Linked DNA regions of Mus musculus: regions 2, 3 and 4 are each linked to region 1. The links are chromatin contacts, called in public capture Hi-C and targeted proximity ligation maps. All regions are on one chromosome and are shown on one strand. The core of a region is the stretch at or near the end of the contact, and the rest is flanking DNA. Distances in the headings are between cores, read along the strand shown.

Region 1 (2,542 bases), core at 26-2,525:
TGTTACCTCCAGCACTGCGAAGCTACCAGGACAGCCATTGTTGGACCATTCAAGACTGTGCTGGGTAAACCAGTCTAAAATTAAAACAAAAAAACCAAACTCTTTTTAATATTGATTCATTCCATCTATTGTGTTCTTCTATCGAACTCCAGTAAAGTCCTTTAACAAGGAACTTTCCAGGCTCTGGCAGCACTTCTGGGCTGTGTCTCTCCACAGCTATTAACAACATCATTTACTAATATAACTGTCAGCAGAGGGAGGAAGCAGTGTGTTACTTATGTGGTCCAGGGTATAAAGCAATCCTCCTTGCATAGCCACCCCAAATGCTAGGAAAACAGGCATGTGACACCAATCCCAGCTTGGCTGTAGAATTCTTTAGCCTTAAAAGATAATCCTGAAAACAGAGCGAAACAAACTGCCTCCTCCAGGAATATAAAAAGGTCTTAAGAAGTCTGTCTTATTCCTTCATAGTCCCACTGCCTTTATTTGAAGTGATGATGCTCCTTTTGTTTATGGGCAGTGTGTCTACTTATTCTTGTTCCTTAGTAGTGTATATACATTCAGAAGGGGCTGGCTTTCAGATACGGTTCCTTGGAATCTTGGTGTCACGTCCCTCACTTCGCAAGAGGAAGGGGTTAAAAAAAAAAGTCATCAATATGCAAAACCTGTCACCAGATGCCCTATTCTGACCCAACTGCCAGACCTCCCTGGTCTGCCTGGCTGCTCAAGCGTTCAGTGGATTCTCAGGCGCCGCCTCCAGGTGTCATCAGTACAGAGATGGGGGAGGAGGGTGAGCTCACCCTAGAAACCGAAAGGCAGATGGTGAGGCCATGCGCGTCTGAGCAGCATCATGAGGACTTGCTGCGGGGATGGGGGGTGGTGGTGGTGGTGGAAGTTTATCAAACCAGGGAAGCATTTCTTTGCCTTCTGTAAAAGGCTCCTCTGTCAGGGTTGCGTACAGCTCCAGAGTAGCAAGGGATTTCATGTGTCAAGCGTCTTTCCCAATTCAGTTTCTGAGTCTCTCAAGTTGAACTCAGAGCCCTTTGGGGAGCACCCTGTTCATCCTATCTACCTTTCTGAATGTTATCGGCCCAGCGGGTACTAAGGTGTAGGTTGGGGAAAGTAGCTCGCCCCGCACTGCGTCGCCATGCCTTGGCTGGCACGCCACCGGCTCGGCAGGGATCGCGCATGCTCCGTGCGGTGGGGGGCGGGGCTCCAGCCCCCGGAAGCGTTCTCTCCCCGGCCGCGTTTCTTTCCTGTGCGAGGCCGGGCTACGGCTCTCCCATCGTCTCTGGTCCTGCCTCTGGGTGAGTAGCGGGTTCCCGCGGGGCCGGGCCAGGTGCGTCCCCCATCCCTCCCGGTCCCCCAGGGCCTGGCGCTCACCTGGGGAGACCAGCCCGGTAGTCACCTGCCTCCGCGTCGGTCACACTTGAGCGCCGCCCCGGATCCAGCGGATTAACCTCCAAGGGCGTCCGGGGCCTCGCCTTGGCGCCCGGCCGGGCGCGAGCCCTCAGGTCTCAGCGCTGGCGGGAGACTCCGGCTGCCCGCAAGGACATCTCTTGTAGGCGGCCTGGTCATTGGAGGATCGGGGGCGCTCAGGGCGACCTCAGGGCTAGGCTTGTAAGAAGGCGGCTGGAAGGAGCCGGTCCGCTCGTGCCGGCCCCTCTCCTCCTCCCTCTTTGTGCAAAGGCGGAGGTGTTTCTTCAGTGCTGGCCATGCTTTCCCAGAACATGCTGATGTTAATAATGACCTGCCCTCTCCGCGAAGCCTGGCAGGAATTCATTGTCACAGTCTGCGACTGTAGGGCCTTGATAGGCACAGAATTGCTGGGACTTTGAGTTGAGAGACCATTTGGAGCACACTGCAGTGACTTAGGGAATACTGCAGTAAAAACGTTAGTAGTTGCTCAGAGATAGGGTATCCACACTGAAACCAGAGCTAAACAGGAAAAGATTTAAAATGATATGCGTTTAAAGATAATTCTGAATTAACACCGGTCTAGTGGTGTTTCTTAGTGATATACAGCAATGTGTATATTTTGTTAAAATTAGCGTCTATGCAAAATTGAAATACATTCTCCACATTTGCAGCCAATTTGCAGATATATCAGTGCTTTATGAATGATAGATGGGTATGTACCTCATCTGTGGAGACTGTATAAAATATTTCCATTCACTGTCCACACAGCAGAACGTTTCCGTTTCATTTCAGGATTTCGAAGTCACTTTTGGATATGATGAGCAGTGGTCTTTTTTTTTTTTGTTTTGTTTTTGGTTTTGTTTTTTTGTTTTTTGAGATAAGTCTTCTCTGCGTAGCCCTGGCTGTCCTGGAACTCTGAAGACCAGGCTGGTCTCCAATTTGGAGATCTGCTTGCCTCTACGTCCCAGGTGCCAAGATTAAAGGTGTCAGCCACAGTTTTTGGAGTTCTTTATATATTCTGGATATTAATCCTCAGTCAGTCAGTTGACAAAGATATCCTCCCATTCTGTGGGCTACCTCTTCACTCAAATTTAGCTGCTGCTACCACCATCAACCTCTGCCT
Region 2 (2,542 bases), core at 31-2,530, 1.5 Mb before region 1:
GCCCATGGAAACGGGTCTGGAAACAAGTACTACTTACAAATTGAAACCGGAAGTCAAACATTCAAGTGTTAATTTTTGTCTGCTCTCAGGAGTCGGTATTGACCTTGACAGAAGCTCAGATTAACCTTATTTCTGGAGACACTTTTGAAACTCAAGACTTCGTTTAATTTTCGTGGCTAGCAGGATGTCTGGAAAGCAGCGTGCTCACTAGGGCTTACTAGTGACCAAACACTCGTTTCGGGAAGACAGACAGGCCCCTCCCCCTCACACAACCTAGAGATTTTTTTTTCCCCAATCCTCTAAATTAGATTCTGTTTCTTGAATTACTCCTTCATTTTTTTTTTCTTTTTCTTTTACATTTCAATTAACCACAGCACTTCGGACTCTAGACTGTCAGCAGTTATTTCGACGAGTTCTGGAAAATTATGTTTTAATAGCATTGCATCTTTTTGCGCATTTCCCTTGAGGCTTCCAGCGAGCAATCAAGTTATTCCAGTAAGAGAATATGTCTCACGAGGCTAAAGGGCATCAATGCAACATCTAGAAAGTCCTTTCCTCCCCTTACCCTCTAGTATGAAGGTGCTTTTACCAGTTTCTCGCCCCTCCCTCCTTGACATCCCGCGCAGCCGACGTGGAGCCCCACGCAAAACCAGTGAGGTGGGCTCTTGGAATCCTGACATCATCTGCAAGGATGCATTCCAAGTATGAACCAGAAAAGCACGCGCAGCCGGGTCCAGGTCACCGCCCCAGGGCCAAGAGACCAGGAACCACAGCCTCCGCCTTCCTGGGCGAGAAGAAGCTAACCCTAGAGCGGGATAGGGGCGCGTGGGGGCGGGGACCGCAGGGCGACAGGAAGCCACTCGTCATCACCACTCACCTCGGGGCCAGCGGGCACACGTGTGGGGCCACTCACCAGCAGTCGTGCGCGTCCGGAGCTTGTGTGGGATGACGACTGCGACGACTGTCCCTGCGCGGGCCGCGTGGCTCGGGCATCCGTGTGGCCTCTGCAGCCCGGGCGGCAGCGGCTGCTCCGCAAGGCACCGGCGCTTGGTGACGGTGGCACCAGGCTGTGAGTCGCTCCCAGGCTGGTCTAGTCCGGGCCTCTGGGTTCTCTTTGCTCTTGGTCGGTCGAGCTCTGATGCCTTCCGTGGCTTGGACTCTCTCTTCTGTCTGGCGGGACAGCCCCAGCTCCCTTGCAAAACAACGCACAGGCCAATGGCCTCTGAATCTCTGCCGCAGCAACGTAGGGAATGAAATTGTCACAGCGATGGTCCGCCCCCTCCCCCTTCCCCGGCCCCTGGGTGCGGCCTCCGCCTCTGCCTCCGCCCCCTCTGTAGCCACAGCTTCCCACGTGCTGCAAAAAAACCTCTGGGGTGGCGGGTCCCTGCGGAGGGCCTATGGCCAGATGGAAATGGCTGCTTGTGATTTAACCCCCGGTCTACCTGCATACTCGTTGCCCTAGGTTGGACCACCTGGACAGCCCAGTGAATTATCAACTTGGCCTAGAAGCTGGGAAAATGGCTGGGCGACTCCAAAAACTGCAGAGCACGCAAGCTGTCATGAAGCTGAATTTGCCAATGTAATGGTTTAGCTATAGGATTACAGCTTATGTAGGAATCCCATTTTGAGATTTAACCGTGACTAAGCGCTGCCGCCGTGAAACACTCCCCCTCTCCCCACCTTCTTGAACTAGGAAAATACAAACGGTTAGCTCCTTACCATTACTATAGTGTCACCATTATAATGCAGTGTCTTTAATATGGCCATAGACCTGAGCCAGACACAGTGCACGCAACGATTCATATTCACTACAGTCCCGTATACAAAAGCTGCATCTTATATGTTTTCCATGAGTAAGACAGAGACAAGTAAAATTATTTATCTGCGAGTTTTAAATCAGCTGCGTAGTAGTGGAAGGCATGCTGTTAGCGTGGAGAGTGTGGAGGAAGGGGAGAAAGGATGAAGGGAGCTGGAAGAATCCATTCTGATTTGACATCCGTGCTAGCAAGTTTTATAGAAACTTGACACAAGATAGAGCCATCTGAGAAGAGAGAACCTGATTTGAGAAAATGCCTTCACAATATGGGGGGCCTTAGGCAAGCCTGTAGGGCGTCTTCTTAATTAGTAATTAGTGTGGGAGGGTACCAGCACATTGTGGGTGGTGCCACTCCTCGACAGGTGATCCTAGGTGCTGTAAGAAAGCCGAGCAAGCCAAGGGGAGCAAGTCAGTAAGCAGCACTCTAGGGGGCCAGGGGGGGTTTCTCTTTCTCCCCCAACTCCCCGCGATGGCTTCTACATCAGGCCCTGCTTCCAGATTCTAATCCTGCTTGAGTTTCTGCCTTGACATCCTTCAAGAATGGACTGCACTGTGGTAGTGAAATAAGCCCTTTCCTCCCTAAGTTGATTTTTGTCTTGCTGCTTTGTCACAGTGATTGAAACTCTTAAGTAAGAAGACCTCAAAAGCTGCTTCTTCGAGGGAGCAGTACCAACTCGCCAACATTTTAAGAACACTGTCACTGTTGATGAGCTGGGGGTTTCCAGC
Region 3 (2,542 bases), core at 15-2,514, 1.5 Mb before region 1:
AGGAAGACCCTGTGGTGGTGGTAGATATAGGCTATAGGGTTGGAGTAGAGCTTCAGAGATGAGACATGGGACCTAGGCCACAGAGTCGGGAGAGCAAAAGGTAGGAGTAGGCCCACACTAATGATAGGGAGATGAGTGGATAGAAATTTGCTGTTGTCTGCATCAATAATAAGGAGTGAGCTAAGGTGATGTCCTGGGGACAATCAAGAGTTCTGTTTCCATTGGTCTCTTCATAAACAGGGCAGGAGGTCAGATGGATGCTCTTTGAGGCATCACCATCCATCCAGGTGAGAGTGTAGCATCCATTCCTCAGTTTGGAGTGTCTGCTAAGTCCCCAACCTACTCCTCCGATCATGATCATAATATGCCCATGTGTTTCTGCGATCCCAGTTCACAGCGACCAATGTGCCTTTCCTCCTTTAAGGAGTAAACTACTTTTCAGTTAGGGCCTCTCAGGTCATGTCAGACAGCTGCTGTTGCTCCTGTGTCCAGCAAGATGAACAGTCATCCGCCATTCTCACAATGGAGTCAAATGTTGCTTGTAAACTGAAATCTGTCAGGGCAAGGCACGGTCTGAATAAAACAAGTGTCACACAACACAAAAGAACTTTGAGCAGGGTTTCAGCTGTTCCCTACAGCACCACGATAAGAGATTATAGTAGCGATGACTGCAGGCACAGAAGGTGCTAGTGGCAGCGGAGGAGGCTGAGTCACAGGTACCACAACAGATATAGCAGGAGTCAGGCCTGGTGCTCCACAGCACCTCAGAGTGATCTACTTTGCATCTTTTTTACTTATAAAAAAAGTATGAGAGAGGACTTTGAAGGTTCTCAGAAGAATGACATTAAAACATATAGAAATGCTAATTACTCTCACTTGACCATTATATATAATACTTTTTGAATTATCATATAATACTGAATACATGTGTATAATTACCACACATCAATTAAAATAATTAAAAAAACTATTAAGTTAAGTTTAATTTATTAACTTACAGGGCCCTTTAAGTGTCTGGGGGAAAGGTGTAACTTGCTAGCCATGACTTTAAGGATTATTTACCTAACTAGATCCCGTGACTCTCACTAATGAGTTGGCTGACTATGATGGCCACTGAATGCTGGATTTCAATTCAGAAATTGCGTAAGTACAGAGTCCTGTTTTGAACTCTTCCTGCTGGCCTAAGAAGTTCCTCCTCCCAGCACCCCACCTGTGCTTCCTTTTTTACTGCCGCCTCCACTGGCAGAGGTACATGACTCAGAAACCGGTTCCCCTGGCTGTAACAGTGATACAGCTGGGATCATTACCTGTAAGCCAATGCCTTCTCTTCATAGCCTGTCTCTCTACAAGGTGTGTTGCTGTCACAGACTGCTGAAAAGGCATTCCCAGGTGTGGAAAGAGAGGGCTCGCCACCAGCTTGGACTTCCAGGGACCTTATTTTCCTGGAAGAAATTTAATATTAATTAGAAACGCCTCTAGAAGATTCACTACTGCATTGTAGAGAGGGTGCGAATCCAGGAAGGACCGGGATGGGAATCCTATATTCTGAGGTAAGTCATAATTCTGAACATAGGAGTCCGAAGGGGCTAAAAATTTCTTTTGTTTTTCCACGATTAATTGTCTATCCCTGTTATCATGACTTATTTTCAATTCTATTTAGTGTTCCTTGTGAGTATTAAGTCAGGAAAGATCTCTTGTGATCCTAAGATATTTAGGGTTTATTTTTTGTTTTGCTTTGTTTGTTTTGGTATCTTAACACAAGTTAGACTGAAATAATAAGTTTTAGCTAGACTCAAGTTGAGAGTGATGGGATACATATTTTCTGACATCCTAATTGCAGAGGTGATACCGAAAAACGGGGCTGTAGCTATATTGTGTCTCAGTGAAATACACGAGGGCAAGAGAAACTCATACCTAATTGGATTTTCTAAAAAGCCAAATGATTGGCAAGCTTTTCATGGAACCCATGACTACAACAACACCTTGAAGCTTATTATGTGGAAGGAAGTTCACCTTTGGCAATTATTAATATAGGTTATCACCGTATAGACACAATGACAGGAAGTACCGCTTTGATATCTGGACTATTTCCTCTTGATAGCTGTCAGGACATTTTTCTACATTGAACATAGCTTACTACAATCAAATACATTTTCAATGTTTCAAAGGGTGATGTTTGAATAAGAGTATCAGAGGCACAGTAATGTTGTTGTGGTAGTGGTTCTTCTTCTTCTTCTTCTTCTTCTTCTTCTTCTTCTTCTTCTTCTTCTTCTTCTTCTTCTCCTTCTTCTCCTTCTCCTTCTCCTTCTCCTTCTCCTTCTCCTTCTCCTTCTCCTTCTCCTTCTTCTTCTTCTTCTTCTTCTTCTCCTCTCATTATTATTATTATCATTATTATTATTCATAACTTACTCCTTGTCTGACATAATTAACTTGCTAATCAGCATTCCATTCTCTAAGCTCAAGGGAGCCTCATTGATTTGGATCTGCTAGCATGAAAGGTGGTTGTTTGGTGCCTGCTTCCAATGAACATGTGCAAGCATGA
Region 4 (2,542 bases), core at 12-2,511, 1.4 Mb before region 1:
AAATATTCAATGTTTGAGGGTTAATCTTATGCATCTATGTTGATGACTAGAGTTAAAACAGAAATGGGGAGTGATGGCAGGGAAGGTTGGTTGCTTTATAGAAGAACCAAATACAGGGGAAGTTACTTGGAGTCTTATTCATCCAACGCAGTGAGTGTGGCTCTTTCAAGGTATATTTTGCTTAAGTTTTTTTGATGACCTTGTCTTTGTTCAGCTGTTAGTTTAGAGGACAAGTTTAGTCATCTTGACAAATTAAATAGTGCAACAGTCTGTATCCCTGACTTTCAGCTCAGAGAGCAAGCAGAGACAATGAACAAATGGAGTTTCCACCAAGTCATCACACTGGCCTCAGTGTCCAGGGATGTGACACTTCCCCATGCATACTTCCCAAAGTCCTGCCTTGCACATTTTCACATGCAGCCATACTCCACTGCCATGGTTTCAAAGATTACAACTTCAAAGACAGGTCACCATCATCTGAGCAATCAAACTCATCTGCTGGCTGCTGCTAACATCAGCCAGCCTGTACATTTCCACCTCTCCACAAACACGCTGCTTCCTGACTGTGGGTAAGGATGCTAATCGCTTGGTGTGTTAGTTCTTTGTTAGTAGCAGTAAGATATCAACATCTTGACTTTTCTTGTAGTGTGACCTTGAGGATGAAGGGGCCCAGAAGACATAACACACTACAGTGTAAATTCCCTGCATAGGTTATTACTTTTCTTACTGTTGGAATAAGATGCTGATACCAGAAATCCATTACTCTATATCCAATTAATGTCTAAATTTTAAAAGCACACTTTTCTATTTATGCATATAGGTTTGAATACATGCTACATCTGCTCTAAAATACTATCTGTGGATGTTATATATAATTTAAAAACTGGAACTAATAATAGTATCTATTGAAAACATCTAAAACGTAGCCTTCAATGTCTAAGTTACATTACTTAAATATGGAAGAGCTCCATACATTTGTTATTAATAGCATCCTCACTGACAAGTAACAAAACAATGGCTTCAAGACACTTACGATCTGCCCAAGGTCACAGAGCCAACAGGTAACAGGTCTAGGAAGGGCATGCAGACAGCCCCACTGCACCTGATGTCCACTCTTATCTGTCTCCTGGTTGGGATGAATCTCCATTCTTACCTCGTTAGGTGAGCGTCACCTGCCCAGAGGACTTCCGAACTTTTGCTTTTGACATCAGTCTGAAGCTTTGGCTGAAGCCTTGGCTGCAGTGACAGTTAGAAGCTAGAGAAGTGACAAACAGGAAGCTGGTGGAAATGAGGAAACCTTGGAAAATGACACGCCCAAGGCGGCTCCCTAGCGCACCAAATGCATGATACACTTGTAGGTTGGGAAATAGTGGTCGACATGATGCCAAGTAATCATTTTGGCTGACTCACTGATGTTTGCAGCTCCTGTCTGTCATTGATGGGAGGAATCAGCAACATTTTCATAGGAGTGCTTCAAATGGGGAAGCAGACTGTGTTCAGAATCGTATTAGACAAAAATCAGAGATAACAGCATCTCCTTTTCTTAACCTACAGCACCACAATGAGAACCCACAGAAACAGTATATTAAAATACTGGTGTTGGCTAAGTAGTGTGCAGGGAAGCACGTGACTGTGAGTCAGTTGAGCTGCAATCCAATTCTTGACATTGGAGCAGGGGGAGTGTGGTAGAGCAAATTCACCCACTTGTCAAAGGACTTTGACCTAGAGTAAACTCTGGCAGCAATCAGTTTGACTGTGGATCTAGAAACCATTTAACTTCATCCTTAAAGAAGGTAGAGATGCATGCCTAAAAGGCTGAGGACACTTTAGCTCTAAATTCCACATGGGCGGCACACAAGGGAGGTATATGTGTTGCATCCTTCTGTTCTTTTGGTAAATCTACAGAAGCAAAGCTGCACAGGCATTTCTGATTTTTTACTCCTGAAATCCTTTCAGAAACGGAACTATTATCTATATTTGTCCAAATCCTAGGATCGATTTCAGTTGAGTAGGAAATTTCATGCCAGTGACACAAATGTGCAATATAAGGTGAGTCTCAGCTTGTTGGAACAAGAAGGACTTACTCATTACACCACACTCATTTAGGCTTTGTTGAAAGATTCGAACATGTTCTGTTCTGATTGACAGTGTGATGGTAGAGGAAGGTGCACATGTTTGAAATGGCTCATAGCTTTGGACTATTAACCAATACTTCTGACAAATTTTTATGGGCTCTTTGGAAAGTTCTAGAACACAATGCTGTTGTTTTACTGTTGATTTGTTGATATGACTTTGAACAACAAAGCAACACTAATAACAACAACATTAACCTTCCTAGAACTTGGCAAAAAAAAAAAAATCCATAAAAGTTTGAACTGGTCTCCAAAATGTTTTCCACTTTGGCTTATATTATTAGTAATCTGAGGAATTCCTCTTGTCATTTTGCTTTTAGAGAAACAATATTATGCCAAATGAATGTGTATGATCTTTTTTGGTAATAGCTTATCATACTTATATAAGCTTGATATTTTAATAAGTATTC

What was found. Capture Hi-C pulls out chosen DNA fragments and counts their contacts.
Region 2: a targeted proximity ligation map of astrocytes shows a contact between it and region 1, with 4 times the contacts expected there. A contact is called at or near these places in 4 of 39 promoter capture datasets (the 3T3-L1 cell line, cranial neural crest, hippocampal neurons and 1 more), 1 of 484 Hi-C or Micro-C datasets (B cells), 8 of 130 datasets of targeted methods (the 230-238 cell line, astrocytes, embryonic stem cells and 4 more) and 2 of 9 other capture datasets (adipose tissue and liver).
Region 3: a targeted proximity ligation map of the 230-238 cell line shows a contact between it and region 1, with 9 times the contacts expected there. A contact is called at or near these places in 9 of 39 promoter capture datasets (the 3T3-L1 cell line, 3T3-L1-derived adipocytes, the C10 cell line and 4 more) and 3 of 130 datasets of targeted methods (the 230-238 cell line, large pre-B cells and pro-B cells).
Region 4: a capture Hi-C map of macrophages shows a contact between it and region 1, with 5 times the contacts expected there. A contact is called at or near these places in 2 of 39 promoter capture datasets (the 3T3-L1 cell line and hippocampal neurons), 1 of 130 datasets of targeted methods (large pre-B cells) and 1 of 9 other capture datasets (macrophages).

The regions. Positions count from the first base shown.
Region 1 is chr19:32,711,031-32,713,572 of GRCm38.p6, reverse strand. Atad1 (ATPase family, AAA domain containing 1) reads left to right here and starts at 1,275. Exons shown (of 10, transcript NM_026487.3): 1 at 1,275-1,307.
Region 2 is chr19:34,190,967-34,193,508 of GRCm38.p6, reverse strand. Stambpl1 (STAM binding protein like 1) reads right to left here and starts at 1,280. Exons shown (of 11, transcript NM_029682.5): 1 at 878-1,280.
Region 3 is chr19:34,164,763-34,167,304 of GRCm38.p6, reverse strand. Ankrd22 (ankyrin repeat domain 22) reads left to right here and starts at 1,264. Exons shown (of 6, transcript NM_024204.6): 1 at 1,264-1,550. The coding sequence starts at 1,530.
Region 4 is chr19:34,066,077-34,068,618 of GRCm38.p6, reverse strand. Lipn (lipase, family member N) reads right to left here and starts at 1,261. Exons shown (of 10, transcript NM_027340.2): 1 at 1,034-1,261.